2 separate regions of the Acanthopagrus latus genome follow, and region 2 is linked to region 1. The links are chromatin contacts, called in public Hi-C maps. All regions are on one chromosome and are shown on one strand. Each heading gives the region's core, a stretch centred on a gene start, on an enhancer-like site or on the middle of the called end of the contact. The rest is flanking DNA. Distances are from core to core; before and after follow the strand shown.

Evidence for each region. Hi-C and Micro-C count contacts between places; a contact is called where the count stands out from the background.
Region 2: a contact with region 1 is called in a Hi-C map of muscle, with 5 times the contacts expected there. The contact joins the promoter of rngtt here to the promoter of akirin2 in region 1. A contact is called at or near these places in 4 of 4 Hi-C or Micro-C datasets (liver and muscle).

Annotation. Positions count from the first base shown.
Region 1 is chr22:11,422,962-11,427,326 of fAcaLat1.1, reverse strand. akirin2 (akirin-2) reads left to right here and starts at 2,014. Exons shown (of 5, transcript XM_037086099.1): 1 at 2,014-2,551; 2 at 3,035-3,169; 3 at 3,559-3,708; 4 at 3,800-3,871. The coding sequence starts at 2,380. cnr1 (cannabinoid receptor 1) reads left to right here. Exons shown (of 2, transcript XM_037087488.1): 2 at 1-120.
Region 2 is chr22:11,559,676-11,564,040 of fAcaLat1.1, reverse strand. It overlaps rngtt (mRNA-capping enzyme), which reads left to right and starts at 1,957. Exons shown (of 16, transcript XM_037086750.1): 1 at 1,957-2,402. The coding sequence starts at 2,339. It overlaps LOC119013134 (interleukin-6 receptor subunit beta-like), which reads left to right. Exons shown (of 16, transcript XM_037087536.1): 16 at 1-1,735. The coding sequence ends at 403.

The sequences.
Region 1 (4,365 bases), core at 765-3,264:
AAGTGGCTTCTGTACAGTGGTGGCATAATGAGGAATCACAATCAGTCAAGTGTTTTTAATATTGCTGTTTAAAAAAAAAAATTACAACTTTTGAATAAAGTCGCAGATGGTTGTCATGTCGCCTGCAGTTATTTGATTGATTATTTGATGACGGGGGAAACAGGAGGTCACAGCAGATTCTCTGATTAATTCATCCAACAGATTGAAGTGAGAGGAAGCCCAGCCCTGAGCTGATCGAAACCCAGAGCTGTCTGTGAGGTTTTACTGCCCCCTCATGGAACTTCTGACATTGAAGGAAGAAGACATGCTGTCTGCATTGATTTTAGCTCTGTTAGTATTGCACAGGTTACATCTTGCAACCATGAAAGTGACAAATCGCAAGAAAATGGCCTCCGCAGCATCGTCTGACGGCGACATCTGCTCTGTCCTTTTCATCACTCGGCTTAAAGGGATAGGAAAATGACAACATCTGTTCACACAGATATCAACTGGATTTATCTGCCAAACACTCCAATCTACGACGAGCCACGAGGCGGGTTTATTCAGCCATGTGTGGAAAACTACATTTAGAGTTGAATTTGAAAAATAAACATTTGCTGAGTCCAGAGCCAATAGAGATTATAGAGTTTTTTGACAGAAGATCAAAAGCTAAAAATCGCCCAGTTAAAGTTCTTAATTGTGAGTGTTTACTTCTTTTCTTTGTCTGACATGATGGTAAACCAAGCACTTTTGGATTTTTGATGGTCAGACTAAAACAGTTTGAACACATGAACTCGGGCTTTGGGAAGCCACGACAGAATGTATGTGCCAAACAAAAGAAAACATTTGTCAGATAATGAAAATGATCTCCTGCTGCAGCTCTGGCTGGACCAAGATGTGGGATGAGTTGCATATGACCTTTTGGACTCACACCTAAAAGTATGACACCATAACGTAAAGATGCACTATATGGTTCTGGTGAAGAAATTCTGATCAGAGGAGAAAGATCTTCATTGATTGAATTTCATACCTAAACACATTATAACATATGTTTATATGTGGCGGACCCTGCTGCCTTTCTAGCTCCAAACAGTGTTCTGGGGGACCCTGTTTTCCTCTCACAACAGCTTGTTTACTCATACATAAGCATGTTACTGAGTTTTCTTTTCAAGACTTCCCAGCTTGACGCTGGAGGGTGATGACAAAATTACAATCTTGTGTAATTCAGTATCAAAATGGATAGTGCTATTTCTCCTGAGAACAAATGTTGAAATACCAGTGGCTCAAAACTCCCCTTCCTCTTTTGTACAGTTCAATGTGTGTGTGTGTGTGTGTGTGTGTGTGTGTGTGTGTGTACAGGGATCATTGAGAAAGTTGTATCGTGGTGGAAGGGACTTTTTTGGGTGTGTGTGTGTGCAAGGCATGGGTCAAACACTGCAAACCAGATAGGATGTTTTACAACCACAGGCTTTTGTAAGTTCAAACACATGTCTGTTAAGTAATTTATTTAGATCAATACTTAACATGAACCACAGGCAATTAGTTGACCACTTATTTTCAGACTGATTTAATTATCATTATTTTCAACACAAAATGAAAGATGGATTCATATTTGGTATTTGATTCTGTGGTGAAATAATGAAATGCCTCGAATAGAAGATAAATCTTTTTTGTGGTTGCATTTTAGACAAACTGGCCTGAGTCCAGTCAACTTTATTTATTTATTTTTTATTCAAACTTGAAAACATCAATTTAAATGTTCCCTTTCAAGTGTTCTCTCAATGTTTAATAATCATATATCTGAAATTACCTTTCCTTTTTTATAAAGCCCTTTTTATTGCCTTTTTGTTAACATTTTAGATGAAAATGAAACTTTTCCGTGGTTTAGGGGGTTTTGTTAACAAACAAATCAAATTTGAAAAAAAGCACCGTCTCAAGGTATTCGGGAAATGTAGTTTTCCAAGCTACTAAAAACAATGGCAGCGGTCTGAAATAAAACTACAAGTACCAGCATGAGGCCACTCTGTTGCGCATGCTCGCAACCGACCCAGTAGATCGTAACATAAAGTAAGCTAGTCTGAGCCGTTGTTGGAAATACTCACGACTGCTGCTGGAAAATCTATAATCATCTGATTATATACAACATTTGCCCTCACTTCTTTCATCCAGACTTATTGGAGATATACTCGGTCACCTGAACTCTAAGAGATTTATCAGCAGAAGGCGACGAGAAAGAAAAGAAGTGCGTATTTGTCTGAAGACCGGAACCGCTGCTGCCGTTTGACCTAGCTAACGTGAGTTAGCATTGGTAGCACAGACCGGGGCCCAGGTCCGCAATTTACCAAGACAACAGGGGATTTTAGGTTTTCTAGTTTAGATTTTTAGACACAGTTCAGTGTGATGGCTTGTGGGGCTACTCTGAAAAGGAGCCTGGACTTCGATCCGCTAATGAACCCGGCTTCTCCTAAAAGAAGGAGGTGCGCCCCGATCATGTCTCCAGTCTCTTCACCACAGAAATATTTGCGTATGGAGCCTTCACCTTTCGGGGAAGTGTCGTCCAGACTCACAGCAGGTACGAACCTAAATCCAGATTTCACAGTTCCATGTAATGGTCAAGGTTAGAGTCGTTACACAGGCCTAATTGCGAACTTGATAGTGATAGCATGTACGCCATTAGCATACCGGTGTCTGTCGTGTGAATCGGACAAAACTCCACAGGCAGTTTGCCAAATTTAATACGTGTTAATGTTATTTATGTGGCTTGTCTGTTAACATATATTGTATATTATGTAGTATGAATCTTTATTGCCCAGTGGTACATTCGGCCTTGACCGTGTGGAAGATTTTATGTCAAAATGTAAAATGTTAAGCAGTGGTTTTGAGGATGCAAAGTGTGTGAATAACAGGAAAGAGTTCTCTGAGGTTTGTGTTCTTGTTGTGTATCAAACAGATGGACGTTGTGCTGCAAGCAGTACAGTTACTTGTACCGTTTGCCAAGATGTAAATTGTGCACATATACAAATGTGATCTCAAACAACGATGTACTTTGTTTCAGAGCAAATTCTACACAACATCAAACAGGAGTACAAGCGGCTGCAGAAGCGACGACACCTGGACAGTGCTTTCCAGCAGGCAGACGGCTCCTGTCCTGTTGACCTGCAGAACATTCACAGTGGATCAGCTCTTCCAGGTACCAGTGGCACTTCCTCACTGAAAATATTGGGTCATTTTCATAAATCCCATAACCCATTCCAGATCAGGATTTAAAGGATAATCTAAACTGCATACAATCTCATCAGACCCAACGGTTAACTCCCAGAGATGAAACAGTAGAGCTGGAAAGCCCCCTTATCCTTTCCCTTTCTTTTGTCATGGTGGCATGTTACCACAAACTCACTCTGTGTAAAAGTAAAGTGGACTTCAGGTCCTTCAGGGAGTGTCCATCAGATGGATGAAGAACGATGATTGCGTTACTGCACAATACACATTTGTCGTCCATAAATACGCTGCCGTACCTGCTTGGCATTATGGCAGTATATTGTATATCCTGTATTGATTGTGATGTTATTCTCCCAACAGGTACGTCCTCAGGTGCCTCATCTCCCACCAGGAAAGAGCAGCCTTTATTCTCCCTCAGGCAGGTCGGGATGATTTGTGAAAGACTACTGAAAGAGCGAGAGGACAAGATTCGCGAGGAGTATGATGAGATACTGACCACAAAGCTGGCAGGTGTGAATTTAAAAATAAATAAATACATTTGAGTGGTACAGAGAACAAGTTGTAGTGAGCAATCCATAATGAGTGTTTGTTCTTTCTGCAGAGCAATATGACGCCTTTGTCAAGTTCACACACGATCAACTGATGCGAAGGTTCGGCGAGCAGCCTGCGAGCTGTAAGTATATTTCTTTTCACCACACTCTTGTAGTTTGTGGTGCCTTTCAGACTTGCCTCTGTGGGTTGTCAAATTGTAAATGAGACGGTATTTGCTTACAAAAGAGACATTTAAATGAGCTCTATGGAACATTATGTCATTTTACATGTATTAATATTTTATTGGCCATATGTGATGTGACTTGAGAAATGAGACCATCTCCATCTCTTGGTTGTCTTTATAACCCTGTGGACAATCTATTTAAGTTGTTCAATGCTGCTGGACTGTTGGCTTCTTTGGTGAAGGACTTGGGATTTGTGGCATTTATTCTGAAATGAAATTTTGGTCCTGGTGCACATGGATCAATTCGTGTGTTTTGTATGAACACAGTAGACTATAGCTTTTGCTGTATAAGGGTGGGGTTAAGCTGCACAAATAGCAGTATTGTAGTATGAAGGAGGAGTGTTGACAAATGCGACACATTCTCTCGGCAGTAAACTGTAAGAATGCAGTTT
Region 2 (4,365 bases), core at 708-3,207, 140 kb before region 1:
GTGCACCTTCGAGCCATCCGAAAGCATCTGCAGCAACATTTACACTGAGGAAGCTCAGACGCCGTCCACCTTTCTGCCTGACACAGGCTTTAATGAAAACCCACCAAGTGAGCAGACAGGAGGATACGATGACCCTGCCATAGCCCCGGCAACAGACAGACAAACTGAAGACCCGGTTGAACCTGTAGAGACGCAGCCTCCATCTTCTCCTGGAGAATTATCACATCTGCTCTCTTCAGAGAGCGGCCTGTCCAGCCCATATCGAAGTCAGAGTCCCCAGGAAACTCCTGCTCCGAAGACCAGTAAGCCATGTAAACGTGTGCCAGTGAAACAGCCGGAAAAGATGCCACCGCTGAGTGTTTACGTCAGTCTGGACATGTTTGAACAAGGTCAGGGCAGGTAAGGGAGGTGACAAGACAACTTGTAACGAGTTTACAAGAATCAAGTTGGACTGCGCTCGATGGGGAATGAAAGTAATGATGATTGGGTTTAATATGACTGTTTATCAAAATGTAATGCCTTGTTGTGTAAAACACTGTATGTTTGCATTTCACCAACGTCTATCTTTTATTGATACAAACATGTAAATATTTATGTAAAAAAAAAATGTGTGTACTTGCTGCTTTATTGAGTCAAGCTGATGTATTTTACAGAGATAGTTACATGGACATAATATATGTATGTCCCTCAAGCAGGGGTTTTCTATTCATTTACTACATCATGTTGTGGAGGTCGAAATGATGAAACAAATGTGAACACATTCAGACTGCATCATATTATGTCATAACGCCCAGGTTTGTCCATGGTAGCTTTGGTAGATTTGTGTAAATAGTGAGGATTCAGTTTTGTTTTAAAAGTCAGAATACTATCCCTGTACTATATTAGGATTCTCATGTGTTTCTTGTTTATTTTTCCTGCACAACTTGGCGTGAATTACAACATTAACATTTACTTTACATAAGCTGTGTGATAGTATGGCATTTATTGTTATGCAGCTATGTTTAGATATCCCTTTCACACTAGTCGTTTTTTGTATAGAATGATGTGAAAAGGGCTCCAGAACTACACCCAACATGCTGTTTACAGATATAATGCAATGCCTCATCACAAATCTAGTTTTGTTCACTGTATATTGTGTGTATATATATATATTGAAAATGGTTAAGGGGGCACTATGTATTTTTTGGAGAAGAAATTCAAACTCAGAAGTTTTACATTTTCAACATAAATGAGGTAATGATACAAACTCAGAAATATATATATTTTTTCAATACATTTTTAAACAAGCTGTTCTCAGAGGAAAATAAGGTCCCTAGAACAATGTTCGAAGCAAGAAAGGTGGCAGGGTCCGCCACAAACAGTACGAAATCGTGTTGTCCTTGAAGGTCAGATTGTTTATTCAGTCTGATTATTAAGTGTGTTTACGCCTAAAAAATCAACAAAGATCTTTCTCTTTAGAAGTTAAAACTTCCAACTCCATAAACTACATAGTGCACCTTTAAACAGTTCAAAGTTAATTCATCACCAAATGCATTGAAACATTTTAATAAATATTCATGTATATTCACATTTATATAACATGTATATAGTTAAATGTGTTTGAAAACTGGTGTGAGTTTGTACTTTATCGAACATGAAACAATAAAACAAAACCAGGCCATGTCTGTGGCAGAGAACCACAAGAATATTACAAATAACAAACATGTAAAATAAAGAAAGGAAAATCAGTAATTTACCCTCTGTCTTGTTGTTTGAAATGTGCTGCTTTTAATCCATTTCAAAGACAAATGGTGATATGGTCTGTGATAGGAGAACACATGTATAAGCATGTGTGCATTTTTTTTATTTGTTTATTTTTGCAGAAGGTTAAAAGTACATGTACGGTCAGGTGGGCAGTTTTGTGTCCTTCCTCGTGTGTGCAGCAGGTGGCGGTAGCACGAAGGTTGTCGTCTGAGCTACACACATTAGCAACCAGAGTAGAAGACTGGCTAGTTTAGCCCTAGCTAGCTAGCGCGTTTGTTGACTGTAGCGAGGCTGTGCTAGCTAATTGCTAACAATCTGGATTTAAGAAGAAACGGAATAAAAACATAACGCCATTTTTGGGATGCTTATCGTCCGCGAGGTGTAATAGCACATGTTTTGTGTAAATATCCGCCGGCCCGTCAGGATGTTGACCGGGCTCAAACTTGTTGGATGATCCTCCTGAATTAGAAGCTAAAGGGCCTTGAGTCCGCGGTGCTTGGGTCAACGACAACCGGGAATCGGTGTGATCTGAGAGGGGGAGCATCCAGCTACAGGCTAGCTAGTTAGAATCACTGCACCAAAACCTCTCCTGAAAATGTCACATAACGGACCCCCTCCTCGATGGCGGAATTGTCCCAGAAGAGGACAGCCAGTGGCAGGTGAGACAATAACGGCTAATCTAACGCTTCATTAATCATACTAAATTAACGTTACGTTTTGCAATTGCTATTATAATTAGCTGTTAGCTGTGGGATTTATTGCATCTTGTGTTCTTCACTCTGAATGCTGATAGTACATATTAGGGTACCTTTTCTGGAATGTTATGATCCGCTTTTCTAATTTTCCGAACGTCCTGATGTACCGGGCAGCCACTTGGTTCTGTTTCAGTCACGTATAAATGGGATGTCTAGCATCACAACACAGTGACGTTAGTGAGCAGTGTAGTCCCTAGTATATAAATATCTTTTTTTATTTTATTTTTTTAAAATGCGATGTTTGGTGTGAGATAAGGCGCCGATGCCACTGGATTACACTAAGGAACTCAAGAAGCTTAGACATTTATCAGTGCGCATGTTTGTTTGCGGCTTACAGCGAGACCACCTTCATTTGTCATATTTTCAAATGGAGCTTGACATGACACCGTCCGAGCGCGCGCCGTTTAGCTAAATTGGCACCTGTGGCTTACGGGCTATCGAAGTGCGTGCTTTTTACGAGCCAACAACTCCGATTTAATCCCGAGTTTAAGCCGACTCTGTGGGAGCTATGTGTTTTTCATTTATTTCCCGTAAGAAAAAGTGCAGTAGAAAAGTGCTAACAGTCAGGGAGCTGGCTAGCATCGCTGTCGGAGCGTCACGTGTCAAAACAAACCGGGGCAGTAGCATGGTTGGGCACGATTCTATGTAGCGGTCGTCATACAGTAAATCATGTAAACATGACCGCTTGTTTACATGAATCTGGCATGGCAAGACCCATGTACACCCTCGTCTGCTTTTTATAAGTGCAGCAGTCGAGACAGATGTACAAATTAACGTTAACGTTGGTAATGGTGGTACTTAAAGATCCAGACCTATTACTTTAACTAAAGCACACAGACGGGTCAACTTAGATATGACAATACCTTTTGTATGGAAGGCCATACCAGTCATAATTCTGGGATAGAGGGTCGAAATTCTGAGACCTAAAGTCAGTATTTTGAGATCAAACGCCAAAATATGAAATAAAAAGTCAAAATTATACACGCCTCATAATTAGTCAGGCATATTGGAACATGGGTACATATACAGTCCCGGTCAAAATTTTAAATATGATTGTAATGGAAATGTATACCATGGCAGACTTAAATTCTGATGATTTCTACAGCTCTAATTTTACTGTGATGGGATGAGAGGGACACATGCTGCTTTGCCACAAAAAGAAACATTTGCGCAATTGGCTTCAAATCTTAATTTGATTTATATGAATGCGCCTTCTGAAAATGTGACCAGATCTGCTGGGTCAAAAGTAGATATACAGTAACTCGAATGGTAAATGCAGGTGATTTTATAACGTTGTGTGAATCACATTTTCTGTGTTTGGTCTCTTAACTTCTTCTGAGTGATTCTGATTGATAATGGCTGATGACTTTTCTCAGCACTCTAAGCCACAAACGCTATAATGGGAAAGAAAAAGAGCCCACCATTGATTTGAACTAGTCAGGAAAGCTTACTGACAAGCATCTTGTTAGAAATATTATGCTGTGGGGATGTTTTGCTGCCAGTGGATCTGGTGCTCTAAAGAAAGTAAATGGAATAATAGAGAAGGACGATTATCTCCCAATTCTTAATGAAAACCTAAAATCATCAGCCAAGAGATCTGGGCTTGGGTGCAGTTAGGTGTTCCAACAGGACAATGATCCCAAACGCAAATCAGACGTGGTAAAGGAAAGGCTAAATCAGGCTAGAATTGAGGTTTCGGAATTGCCTTCCCAAAGTCCTGACTTGAACCCCATCAAGATCATGTGGAATGAGCTGGAGAAACAAATTCGTGTTACTGTCCAACTCCACTCATTCTGTCGAGGAGTGGTTAAAAATTCAGCCCGAGAACTACCAGAGGTGGTGGATGGGCATCAAAAGCCACCTTGTG